Linked DNA regions of Sus scrofa: region 1 is linked to region 2. A link is a contact called in public Hi-C data. All regions are on one chromosome and are shown on one strand. Each heading gives the region's core, a stretch centred on a gene start, on an enhancer-like site or on the middle of the called end of the contact. The rest is flanking DNA. Distances are from core to core; before and after follow the strand shown. Region 1 overlaps LOC110256262 (a long non-coding RNA gene). Region 2 overlaps PRICKLE2 (prickle-like protein 2).

The links. Hi-C and Micro-C count contacts between places; a contact is called where the count stands out from the background.
Region 1: a Hi-C map of subcutaneous adipose tissue shows a contact between it and region 2, with 2.0 times the contacts expected there. The contact joins two enhancer-like sites. A contact is called at or near these places in 3 of 47 Hi-C or Micro-C datasets (retroperitoneal adipose tissue, skeletal muscle and subcutaneous adipose tissue).

What each region holds. Positions count from the first base shown.
Region 1 is chr13:45,987,913-45,994,694 of Sscrofa11.1, reverse strand. The region is part of intron 1 of LOC110256262 (a long non-coding RNA gene); the gene reads left to right. Among named protein-coding and RNA genes, the nearest start is that of PRICKLE2, 23 kb to the right of the region's middle. Within about 2 kb of position 4,149, at least 8 of the 83 cell types and tissues checked have an H3K27ac peak or open chromatin away from gene starts, as enhancers often do. A contact at or near this core is called in subcutaneous adipose tissue, where this site is marked.
Region 2 is chr13:45,867,926-45,874,705 of Sscrofa11.1, reverse strand. The region is part of intron 2 of PRICKLE2 (prickle-like protein 2); the gene reads left to right. Among named protein-coding and RNA genes, the nearest start is that of PRICKLE2, 97 kb to the left of the region's middle. Within about 2 kb of position 3,090, at least 23 of the 83 cell types and tissues checked have an H3K27ac peak or open chromatin away from gene starts, as enhancers often do. A contact at or near this core is called in subcutaneous adipose tissue, where this site is marked.

The DNA of each region.
Region 1 (6,782 bases), core at 2,900-5,399, 120 kb before region 2:
AAGCAAAAAAGAAAAAAAAAAAAAAAAAAAAGAGAGAGAGAGAGAAAATAAAACTGGTTTACCCCACAAAGGGGATCATTGGCACATGCTAGTGGAAAGTCCAGGGAAGTGGTGACTGCAGGCACAGCCAGACCCAGGCCCCCAAATGAAGCTGAGAAAAAGCTATTCCTGGACCTCTCCCATCTCTTTCCACTGGCTGTTCCAGGCCACAGCCCACTGCTTAATATCCCCACCAGAGAGATGGAGAAAGAGGGAGAAGGGGAGAGGTGGAGATGGGCAGAGCTGCTTGCTTAGTACTTCCAATAAGATCACGGCACAGATTCCCATCAGCTTGGATGGGGGTTGGGGTAGGGGAGAGGCCATGCCTGGATGCATGATGATCATAGCTGTTTCTTGTTGAGGGTGTGTAAAATATGTTTTATAGGCATTACCTTAACTCTTCCCCATAATAGCCCTACAGAAGTTTCATTATCCCATTTTACAGATGGGAAGACTGAGGCACAGAAGTGATTAGGTAAGTGGCTCAAGGTCACACAGCACTCTGGCCCCAGCACACTGTGAGCCTCTTTAACATCGTGGAATGCACGGTGGGCAGCCTAGCCCTGGAATGGGAAGCAGGGGTGCAAGGTTGCCTGTATGGGGCCAGGCCCACCTTGATCACTTGGACTGAGGGTTGGCGGAGGATGATTCCCCAGAGGAAATCTAGGTGCTCTTACCCAGAAGAAGCCAGGCAAGGGAATCCACAATGGCCCTCTGTAATGACACTCAAGGTCTGTGCTCCATAGGATATTTTTCTCTCTGATCTGATATTGGGCCCCCATTTCAAAGAATACGAGGCTATAAAATGTGAAGGGGAAGAAGTGTTCATTCTGTGGATTCTGGGGCCAGAAAGAACAAGGAGAATGACAGTCATGGAGGCTGGCAGCCTGATGTCACTATGAGGGCTCTGGTGCAGGACAAGGATTCAGCCCGAGGACCCTAGAGGGGCTGGAGACTCTCCAACTTCATCCTCCTCCTCCTCTGTCAAAGACAGCAAAATACCGACTTCTTAGATTGCTTGTGAGTAGATATTCTAATACCTGACAATTCCTTGGCCGGGTGCTTGCTGTGTGGGTTATTCTCAGTAAATATTAATGTTGGGGAGTTCCCTAGTCACTCAGTGGGTTAAGGATCCAGCATTATTACTGCTGTGGCATGGGATCAAACCCTGACCTGGGAACTGACACATGCCACAGGTAAGGCCAAAAAAAAAAAAAAATTGCAGCAGCTCTAGTTAATGTGGTTTCCAAAGCTACTCAGATGTTGGTGTCCTTGTGGGCCTTCCTCTTAGGCCAGAAGCCTCACTTGCTTCTCTCCAATCTTTGGTTCCTTTTCTAGAATCACACGTTCAAGGACTTGGTCTAGTACCTACAACCTTGGAAATCCCAGGGGCATTTTGCCAGAATAGAAGCCTTTCTTTCCTTGGGGGTGGGAAGTGCAGCTCGAATCTGCAGGGCCTCCTCTGATAGGCTTCCTCTGTTTCTGTTGAATGCTGTAGAAACAAGAGCCCATGTAGATCTCTGGTCCCAAGCAAGCTAAGGCCAGTAACCTCCAGCATGCTCACTGGCCACCTGTGGGTGCCTTGCAAGGCTCTGCCATCCAAGCCCAATGGCCTCTGGCAGCTGTTCTGGGCTCAGCTTCCAGAACCCATTTTCTCTCTCTTGACTTCCCTTTGGATCCAGCCACTCCTCTCAGACTTGCCACTGTACTTCCCGAGCATCCTGAGCAATACAGATCCATCAGTCTTATTATTGCAAATGATAGAAACTCAATTGAAACAGACTTAAACAATGAAATAGTTGAAAAGTTAGGACACAACAGGATTCAGGGACTCTAGTGATATTATCACATCCAAGTTTCCAACTCTTGCTTTGCTCTATTTTCTGGTGGCTTCACGCAGATGAGCTTGTCCCATCATGTGGTAAAGTGGCCACCAGGGAAGGCAGCTTATGCTGTGGGATTGATGGCAAGAAGTTTCCCAATCTAGCACCCTTCCTACATGCCACTGACTTTGCACCCACTCCTGATGTTGGGTGTAACTATATGATCTCTTTTGGCCAAAAGAATATGCTTGGAAATGACAGTGCATCAGTTCCAAGTCTCACCCTTAAAAAAAACTGCCTGCTTTCATTTGCCTTTCTCTTGTTCTTCTGGAACCACCATGAGAACATGCCCCAGTTAGCCAGAGGGTCCTGGAAGGAAAAATAAGACTTTTAGGGCAGAGCTGGCTCACTGACCACAGACATGAGCTGGAAGTGGAAGCATGCCAGCCAACCTGCAGACCTGTCAGTGTGACAATCAACACTTACTGTTGTGCTACCCGGGACACCTGGGCCATGAGAGGGTCTGTGATGCAGATTTGTAACCATAGCTGAGGGATGCAAAAGCTATTCTCCCAGCAACTGCCCCCAGAAGAAACATTTTCCTTCCTGAGGGTTCCAGCAAAAATCTAAAAAAAATCTGAGGGTTGATTTCAGTTGGCCAGAATTATGTCTAATCCTAGTGCTGGGTAAAGTTGGAAAAAGAAGAATCTAGAACCAAGATTTAATTTGCTGAAAGTGAAGAAGTGGTGGTCCACCATGAGAAAATCATGCTACTGTGGCCAGAAGAAGGTAGAAAGGATGCTGGGCAAACAGAGTTACTGACTCTCAATACCCCATCCCTGAAGGGTCTGTAGAAACCTGTGTCCATTGCTCCATATTAAGCCAGGAACCAGCCTTATTCATGTCTACACCTGTCTGTGTAGGGTGAAAGTCAACTCAAACTAAAAAATCAGTTGGCCAGGGGATGGAGACCCAGGACACAGCATTTGGTGAGCCACCCAGGTTGATATGATCTCGTTCCTCACTTCTGTCCCCTTCCAGGCTGGAATGGGGAAAATGGCTTCAGACCATGGGCAGGCTACTACTTGGCAACTTGCCCTCCTTCCCCATGATGCCAGCTTAACTGGAGGTAAAAAGCAGTAGCTGGAATAATTGCTGCTTCCACACCTGGACCTGATTTAGAGCCATTCTTTCTTGCCAGCCCTGCTCCTCAATTGCACTCATGGGGCTCTAATCTCTAGCGGGTTCATGCCCTGCTGCCTCTCTGTCTTTGAGGGAGAATTAAACCAAATTGGAAGCATGACATGCAATAAATATTACCACCATGGCCTGGTTTCATGGGGTCATTCAATTCTTGCTAAATATCAGTTAAAATTAAGATGAATTAAAAACTCTAGTGGTTATGGTTTGCTTCCTTCCTCAAAATCTCACCTTCTACCTTGACCTTTTCCCTGCTCTCTTTAGTTCTGCTATCTTTAAGGAATGGCGTTTGGCTCCAAGATATTCCTGGGGTATTTTTGATGCCTAATACACTGGAAAATAAAAAAACCTAATTTCTGTCTCCTTCAGATGGTATCCTACCCCAAAGCTACAGGACAGTCCATGCTTTCTCCAAGGCTTCTATCATGGAGATGCACTTCACTATGTAAAGGGAAGGCTATGCTTTCTCTACTCCCATTACTCCTCGAGCTGCACTCCACCCCCTTCAACCCTCCTTTCAATACCAAACTTCCCCATGGGGTTGGGAGAAAATGTTTGGGAGAAAATGTTTAGAAGAAGGTCCAGGTCGGGGAAAGCAAACACTGGTCCATGCATTCGCTCTGATTACAAGGTTAAGGGTAAGACAATAGCTCTTGTGAACACAAGCAGGCAGCGTTCAATGCAGCTTTCTTCCCCTCCTCAATGCAGCTTTGATCCAGTTAGGGCTATCCAGGAGGAATTTCACTGTAACTGAGACAGCCCAACCTGGGAACCATGTCTCATTCTGGAGGGGCAGTGCCCCTTGTGATTTGGGAGGTTATCAGGATTGAGCTAGGACCATTCCATGAAGCACTCCCACCCTACCAGGACCTCCACCCCTGCCCCTCCCGCCCCCAAGCCCAATCAAATTCATAACAGAGTTTGCTGTAGGTATGATGGCTGGTGCCGGTTATTAAACTGTTGTCTTGAAGCTTCAAAGTCTCTGCAGTTTGGTGATATGGTCGCTAGAACTGCCATTTCTGCCAGCCAGCTGGTGCCATGCTATGTTCTGCCACTAGGAGGCGCCGGAGGAGGGAGCTGCAAAGCTGGAGTTGGGAGAAGGGACTTTCCTTCCAGTTGCCACAGGCTTCCTTCTGGCAGAGTCTTCTGTGTCAGTCTCTAGCTTTTTTCAACACTCCCGTTGCCAGCCTCTTCCTCATTTCTCTGCCCTACAATTTGCAAAACCCTCCTGCTTTAAAAACAACCACCTCTGGGTTTTTCAAGCAATCCTGGCTCTCTATGTAGTCTCGCTCAGGACAAAGAAGAGAAACATCAACAGCTGGTCCATTAGGGGTGGGGTCTCTGCCTGCAGAAAGATCCAATTTCTTCCCAGAGCGGGTGGATACAGCTAAGAAGATAAAAAATGACCTTTCACCTTCAGGAACAGTAATGTAAGATTAATTTGAGACTTTGAAACTAATGAGTTGGCTCATCTTGGTGCAGCACCAGTGAATCACAGGACATTTGCAGAGCCAGCAACCCAGACATCTTTTTCCTCAGATGGGGCTGGGGAAGGAGGAACGATAAGAAATAAATTTATCTTTAAAAACAAAGCTCAGAGGAGAGATATCCCCATAAAGCTCTATTAGAGGAAAGGGTGGGGAAGAGAGGGTGTGCAAATTCTGTACCTTTAATCAGCTTAGCTTTTCACTGTCAATGGCTGAAGCACTCAGACAGGCGAGAGTGAGGTAGTTAAATCCATGAATGTGAAATGGATCCCTTGGGGTCTAGGCATGATCTGTGACTTTCTAGCTGTGTGATCTTGGACGGGGTTTTCAACTGCGTCTCAGGGAGGTTTGGGTTAGAAAGTGCATGGAAAGCGCCTGTGTTCAGGCCAGGAATCTGGTAATTTTGCATTTTTGATGATGATCGAGGGAGGCAGGAACAACTCGAGGGTGTCTCATCCATGCAGCGGGAAGTCTGAGGTTTCTGTCTGCCAAGAGGAAATGTCTAAGAGCAGAAGACAAAAGCAGAATCTGGCTGATGCACATCATGGGGAAACTGGTTTCAGCATCACCCAAGGGAAAAACGGTCTCACAGGCTAGCTGATCAACAAAGGGAATAGCAGCCGGGGGAGGCAGTGAGTGCCCCATCCTTGGAAGTATGCAAGCAGGAGCTCTTTCCACTATATTAAAGGATAGTTTGGGTTATCTCTAAGGATCCTTCTTCCTGTTCACATTCCAGATCTTCCATTTGATAACGCGTTGCCTGGGGTTTCAGAGCCAGGGTTGCCTTCTCTGTGATTCAGGCTGATGGTGGTACCGGCCTCCCTGTTACAATTGCTTTCTCTGTTTTCTCTGTGCCTTCCCTTCCGCAAACTGGGGATCAAGATGGGCTGAGTAGTGTGTTCTGGGGCATATCAAAAGGAGGGAGAGAATATATAGACACTGCCTTGAAAAAAACTCAAGCAGGTAGTGAGGGAGACAGACAGATGAGCAAAGCATGATAGAACAATTCCACAGATGTGCTGACAGAGCTATACATTGAGTATTCTGGGAGCCCAGAGGAGGGGCATCTAGCTCAGCAGGGGTGAAGTGGGGAAGGGGTGTCAGAGAAAGCTTCCCAATGGAGAGACTGCAAGAATTTAATGGTGGGAATGTGTGATTTGGAAGCAGAATAAACAGTATGACCAAAGCCCCCAGGGCAAGAAATGGTGGGACATACAGAGCACTGGACTGAAGGCAGTGCTGGTGGGATGCAAAACCTGAAGCGAACCTGATGGGAAATGATGAAGAGGTAGCCAGCAGGGATGGAAGCCCTCAGCTTCCATGCTAAGGAATGTGAACTTGGATCCTGTAAGTGATGAAATGTCACTAGCTGGTTTCAATTAATTGGCATATTCTTGTCTCTGTTTTTTTTTCGTTTTGTTTTGTTTTAGTTTTGGTTTTTTGTCTTTTTAGGGCCGTACCATACCTGTGGCATATGGAAGTTCCCAGGTTAGGGGTCAAATCAGAGCTGCAGCTGCCGGCGTACACCATAGCCACGCCAGATCCAAGCTGCATGTGCAACCTATACCACAGTTCATGGCAATGCCAGATTCTTAACCCACTGAGTGAAGCCAGAAATAAAACTCCTGTCCTCATGGATACCAGCTGGGTTCATTACTGCTGAGCCCCAATGGGAACTTGAGTTTTCTGTTTTGGAGACACCTCTTTGGCGCCTATGAGGCAGATAAATTAGTATACAACAAAGCTGGATCATCAGTTGGCTGACTGTTGAACCCTGCAAGTCATCTAAGCCAGGAGTGGCAATGCCAGGGACCCTGCCTCTGGTGGCATTTTGGTGAGAATCAACTGGTAGGATGTCCAGGGAAGTTTCTAGTAAAACATGAACTGCTTCCCAAATACACAGGATCATTATAACGATGATCTCTCTATAAAACTTTGGTTCGGGGGGCCATCGCATAAGCTGAGTCCCCTCATCCCTTTACCAATAAAAGCCATACCTGTGACCCAAACCAGTATAAATTGTACTTGTGCTTAACAAGAGTCTTTAAGAAGGTAATGAAACCATTGGCTTGAGAATAATTTTGCAGATGCTTCTGCAATACAAAGTTTTCCATTCCAAGATGAAGTTATGGTGCTGCAGGGAAGAACAGGGTTGAAGGAGGCGAGGGAATCTAAGCACAAGATTAGATTTCACGCGGGCTAACGAAGAGGGCAGACAATGGTTATGGTCTTT
Region 2 (6,780 bases), core at 1,841-4,340:
GGCACTCTGTCCTTATTTTTTATTTATTTATTTATTTATTTTTTGCTTTACTTGGGTTTTCTCACACTCCTACACTGTAACGTAAGCTACCATGTTTGTTTTAGTCACCACTCTGTCTCTAAGACCTAGTTCAGTGCTTACCACATAGATGATGCTCCAGAAATACTCATGGGATGAGAGAATGAATGAATAAGTGGATGGGTGAATGAGTTTATTTTCTTGTTTCATCATTCACGTATCCACAGATGTGTGTTGATAAGCTCCTGTAGACACAACAAGCTGGGTATCTGAAGAGAAGAAGGGATAGAGGGATATTATTTCGCCATGAGAGTGTTTTAATTTTTCCAGGACACTTGGACCAATTTTGCCGTTTGGACACAGTGACATGTGTCATTACATATTCCTTTCCCACATCGGCTGCTACACTTTTGGAGCCAAATTTGTGGCCTCTACACCTTCTTGGTATGCAGTTTTGCGTCACTCTTGGATCCGCTTCATATCCCCGTCCTCATTTTTCTTTTCCTTTTGTTCCTATTTTAAATTTGTGCCATCTTGGATTTTATGTATCCTCCTAAGCTGGCTTCACTCCTCCCTGCAGCCGGACAAGGTAGACATCCATCAATATATATAAATGTGAAGAGAAGAACTTTATGAGAGGTATAAATGAATATCTCTTTCCTCTTGCATTAGAGCAGTAGATATTTCCCCAGGTGATTCCTGTAAGTTCCAAGGGACGGGGAGAAGGAGTAAGGGCCTTTTCCAGGGGAGACCTTTAGGCACAGGAAGTGTGACTTGAGATTAGTAAAGGGAGCATTGCATTCAGTCACTGGTGATTTTGCCTGTTTGGACTGCATACCAGACCTCTGGACCTCGTGCCATTTTTTTTCACTATCTTCCTTCTCTGGAGGCACCATCGAATTTTCACAGTAATCAGGCATCACCCACTTTGCTCTCTCTGAAAGGCTCATGCGTACTTGGTCACAACTCCATCTCACTGATGCTCAGCCAGTTTGTGATTTGGGGTGAACAGGGGCTTGCTGCTTGCCTTCTTCTGTTCATGGCTGCGTTTGTCTATAGGGTGTCCCGATTCAGGTGTGGATGGGGAGGAGACTCAGACATCCATTCCGGATCTGGGGAGCCCTGTACTTAAAGTGCTCACTATGGTGGCGAGCTCACCCTTCTTGCAGCTCCACATACTCTGTCTGTCTCAAACATGGAGCCTTGCATCTGTAGTCCCTACCTCTCCGAAGACCCAGACTTGTCTTGTATTCAGGGTCACTTGAAGTATCTGTTTCTTCTTGGATGACTAGGAGTCTTAAGCTTGACGTGTCTGAGGGTGGATTCCTGGTCTGCTCATTCCAGCTGCAGCTTTTGCCATCTCTGTTGATGACAGTTCTGTGCACACCATTTCTTAGGCCCAAAGCTTCAAGGTGACCTTTGACTCTGGCCTTTCTGCTACATCTCACACTCAGTCCACCAGGAAGTGCTGGAGGCTCTGCCTTCATGATGGGCAGACTCAGGTCTCTTCCCACCACCACACCCCCAGTTCTGGTCCCTATCATCTCTTGCCTGGATCCCAGCCTGCAGGGATCTTTGGATAATAGAAGTCAGGGCTCATAAAACCTTCCAGAGGAGCTCTCCCATCACTCTCAGTATAAAACACAAAGTTCTTCAATAGCCTCGGGTCACCACGGGATCAACAGCCCCTTGACCCCACCATCAGTTCCTCTCCTTTCTTAGTCTCATAAACCACTACGCTCTCTGAGGCTTACTGCTCCAGCCACACTGGGCTGTTGGCAGCTCCTTGAACACTCTGTGCCTGCCCCAGCCTCAGGACATTTGCATCCAATGTCCCTTTTTGACTGGAATAACTGTTACAGTTTTGTCTTCTGGACAACCTGTTTCAAATGGTCATATTGCTCTCTGAGTTTCCTCATTTCTCTAGTGCACTGTTTTTCTTATATGCAAAGAACTTAGCCACTTTCTAACACAGTAGTTTTTTTAGGCCTATTTTTTGTCTGTTGACCTTTCTTCCACCCTCTACTAAATGTAAGGCCAAGGATCTTTGTTTTATTCTCTAAAGGATCCCAAGAGCCTTGAACAGTATTGGATACATTGTGGCTTCTTAGTAATCATTGCTGAATTAATAAATCAAGCATTGTCCTTTATCAAGTCGGAGTCTTTCTCATCCCTTACTGTCATTTAACCTGATGCAGTGCCCTGCTTTAGGAACTGCTCTGTAAAGTCTTAATTACATTGATAAAGCTGAGACAGATTCCTCCTGAATAAATTATTTGTGACATAACAGCACCCTCCATGTGACCCTTGCATAATTCTTCAGTACCCCTCTCTTCTGGAGCCTCCTGGATCCATCTGGAAACCATTCCAAGAAACATCCGTCCTATATAATAGATCACTATTTTCCTTTTGCATATGTCTCTGGCTCCCTAGAGCTCCCTGCAGCCAGCATCGAGATGGATTTCTTATCTCCGTTGCTTCATTAAGAGTGTACGTGTTTGGTTGCCAGTGCTACAGTTCTCCATGGTGCAGTTTGTTGCAACAAAAGAAAGTGTTTGCCAAATGATTTGTCAGCATATGTTATAAAGCCACACAGGCGCTCTTTATGTAACTGGAAAATACTGATCCCAATTAGTGACAGATTAAAGACCAAGAAGGAAAAATGGTGTTTCATTCTTCAGTGGAACTTAGAGGGTTGATGTAAAGGCGGAGGGGTTGGGTGGGGAGGAAGAGAAGAGATGCAGAGAGCAGAAAAGGAGTGGACTGTGGGTGATGGACTATAATTCTGGAACCAAGGAGACAGGATGTAGCATCATGCAGCCCAGCCATCTATCGGCTTGACCCCCAGTATTCTTTAAGGTTTTAACCTTTCCAGGGCAACTGGTCTCAGGCATCCCTTCTTGGGAAGAGAAACATGCATAGGCTTTCTGAAATGGCAGGGACTGGAGCTGAGTTCACAAGGACCAGGAGTCCTGCCATGGTGCCATGCTGAGCACCCAGATGGGGCGATGAGCTCAGAGGATCCAGCTCAGGGAGGGAGGCCCTCTCTGCTGAGGCTGGTTGTCCTTCATGAACTCTGCTGCTTGCAATCCTGGCTGCCTCTGGAAGTGACTCACCTCCACATCGCAAGAGCACATTAGACAAGTCTGGCCTCTTCTCCACGTATAAATATTTGACCTCTTGATGTTCTCCAGGCGTCTTCCTAATTAGGAAGCTCAGATCAACGATCTCTAAGAACAAAACCAAACATGGCTTCCCTGGGCAAAGCAGGACCTCCCTTCCCCCATGTTAAGTCCCCAAGCCTGTAGCACCCCAGCTACATCTCTGAGACTCGCCTCCAGTGAAAGAATGCAATGATGGCATTTTTGGTTGTTTCCATTAGAAGAAAAGAACTTCCCTTATCAAAACCAAATGTTTATCTAGTAAAAGACTTGCTTCATCTCACATTCTTTTTGGCAATGTCAGCAAGTAGATGTCAGCGCTTTGAGGACAGACAAATATCTTTTCTCAGCTGGTGAGGTAGACCATGGTCTGAATAAGATAGTCCTACGAAGGGTGCATTGCTCTGACCTCCTCCAGCCTGGAGGTGGGGGTGGGGAGCACCCTGGAAATACCCCCTTGTTTATGCTGAAGCTCTTCTGTGGCAGTGTTCCTTGGAATGTTTTTAAACTGAGTGAACTCAAGAATTTACAATTGTTAGATCAGGGCAGGGTTTTAAACTTTTATGATGTAGCCTAGAGGCTCGCAGACTAAACGGATTCCACATGTACTCATCGTGTGGTGTGTGCTTTGGGGGTCCAGTTTCCCTTACCTCAAGGTATTGTTCTTGAGCTCACAGTTTTCTCTGGATGAAAACCAGCCTTCCCTCACCCCAAACTCCCCTTCCCCACCCCCCAGTTTTGTCAGCAGGGAAATTATTTTATATTAAGAAGAGATTTCTTGGGAAATGAAGAAAGTGAATTGGGAGCTTGGCTGCCAAATTCCAAATGATTCTTGAATCGGGTGATTTTTGTCTCACTGGCTGTTGGGGTGACTTCACACACACGCTCCCCCCGTTACACACTTATCTGAATAAGCCCAAGTTCAGGATACAAAAGACAGTCTGTGGCCACACAGTCAGTACAAAAGCTCCCCTGAACATTGTTTAATGAACCGCCCAGATGTATATATATCCTGCATGTTGGGTAAGACAGTCCCAGCAGAGGAAGGATGAGAAACAGGCACTTCTCTGGGGTTCACGATGTCGTATCCTCTTTGGGTAGCATCTGATTACAGCCGTGTATATTATTTAAAGGATTCTTAAAAAAAACATGACCACAGGGGAAAATCGAGTGCCTTTCTCCTCCTGCTGGTCTGAGGATGATGTTTTAATCATGGCACACGTAAAGATGTGGTGCTCTAGGTGAAATTTGTCAAAATTAATAAGGCAATTTTCTATCCTGTGGTGACTCCACTTAAGTAAGTCATGTAATGATTTAGGACAACCCAGGCCTGCTCTGTTTTTTGTTTTGTTTTGTTCTAAGCTATATTATTCTTATTGGTCTCTCCTTTTTAAGACTTACTTGGGATGAAACTTGTCACTATGTCAGTCACTTCCATTCAGACCCCTCCAGTGTATGTGGAGCCACATTATATTCCAGGGATGACAATGATCATTGGTGAGGAAGCTCTGTTCATTTATACAGAAGGGGCTTTTTAATACCAATAGCTCTGAGGATGTGGTGCTTGAGGATCTGGGGTCCAGAGCTGGGGAAGAGGTTGGCAGCATCTCCTTAGAACTGCTATGGTGTGGAAACAAGTACACTGAGAAGGTGCTCAGGCAGGATGGAGAGGACTTGAGGGCTGAGGGCATGCCCACCTGTCAGACCACACTCCACAACAGGTTCTGGAACTACACATTCCCCAAGTGAGTTTCTACCCACAGTGGTTTAGCAAAACTGTAAGCAAAGGTCAGCAAATCACAACCAGAATCTGGGTCACTTTTTTGTAAATAAAGTTTTATTGAGACACAGTCATGCAGTGATAGCTAGTGACACTAGTTATCGTCTCTGGCTGCTTTCCCTCTTCAACGGCAGATGTAGTTTTGTTAGAGACCACATGACCTGCAAAGTTGAAAATACTGATTCTCCTGCTCTTTACGGAAAGTTTGCCAACCTTGGATTTCCCATTGTGGCTCAGCAGGTTAAGAACCTGACTTGTATCCATGAGGATGCAAGTTCGATCCTTGGCTTCACTCAGTGGGTTAAGGATCTGGCATTGCCATGATCTCAGATGTGGCTCATATCTGGTGTTGCTCTGTCTGTGGTATAGGCCAGCACCTACAGCTCTGATTCAACCCTTATCCTGCGAACTTTCATATGCCGCAAGTGCAGCCCTAAAAATAGCAATGAATAAATAAATAAATAAAGGTAAAGAAAGTTCGCCAACCTCTGATGGATTTTTAACTTAGAGGCCACAATTTTCCAAAGGTTTCCATTCATAGCCTTCCATGGAACAAATCCCCTGAAATAATGAGCAGAATTTGTTTTGTTTTGGCCACCCCATAGCATATGTGGTTCTTAGGACAGAGGTCAGATTTGTGCCACAGCTGTGGCAATGCTGGATCCTTTAACCCGTTGCGCCAGGCTGGGGATCAAACCTGTGTCCTAGTGCTGCAGAGATGCCGCCCATCCCATTGTGCCACAGTGTGAACGCCTGTACAGAATATTTTATGTGTGTGAGTGCTGGCATAGGATTTTTCCGGAAAGAAAATATATGGATTATAATAGTTTTTCCGAGGTGTCTCTGATCCAAAGAGGAAGCTTCTTAACCTGAAAGGATATGCAGATTTCACCCGGTTTACAGACTGAGCTTCAGCTTTTCCTTAACTTCTTTTTCTGTCCTAAGCCTTTTAGGATCCTGCTAAATAATTGGTCTAAAAAGTAAATTACATGTGAAGCATGTATGTCTAAAAGAAGAGTGTTAGGCGCTTTAGAAACAATTGTTCCATGAGAAGAGTTTTATTTTTATCAAGGCCTTCCAAGGCAGAACCTAAAGGTGCACGGTGTAGGGACAGAGAGGGGTAGGGAGGGACTGTGGTGGCCAGAGGCTGTTGGCCGGAGGCAAGCAGAAGATTTGTTGGTCCTGTTGAAAGACAAAGTAGGGCAGTTACCTTTTTGGTCAAACAAGGCCATAAAACTGTAACAGTAGCCACTCTTTGATGATGTATAAATCAGTATGCTGAGTATGTTACATGAAATATCTTACATCGTACTCACAACTCTCCTGGGAACTAATGCCTGCAACATGAGATCTGCACCAGTGCAAAGCACACACAATGTCATCGTTAGCCGTTAGTTATCATCTTCGGCCTCCTCATCCCCTTTCGTCATCTGAGGAAACGGAGACTCTGCCTTATTGTGTAAAATTTCCCAGTCCCTGGAAATCACAGGCACTGGATCTGTGTCGGTCAGTCTCAGAGGCTGCAGTAGAAGCCAAGTCTCATCACTTCCCAAGTTTGTGCCCTGTTTTTATTTTTATTTTATTTTATTTATTTAATTAATTAATTTATTTATGTCTTTTTAGGGCCACACCCATAGCATATGGAAATTCCCAAGCCAGGGGTAGAACTAGAGCTGTAGCTGCACTGACCTACGCCACAGCCAGAGCAACTCCAGATCCGAGCTTACGGCACCGCCAGATCCTTAACCAATTAAGCCATGCCAGGAATCAAACCTGCCTCCTCATGGATGCTAGTTAGATTCGTTTCAACTGAAGCACAAT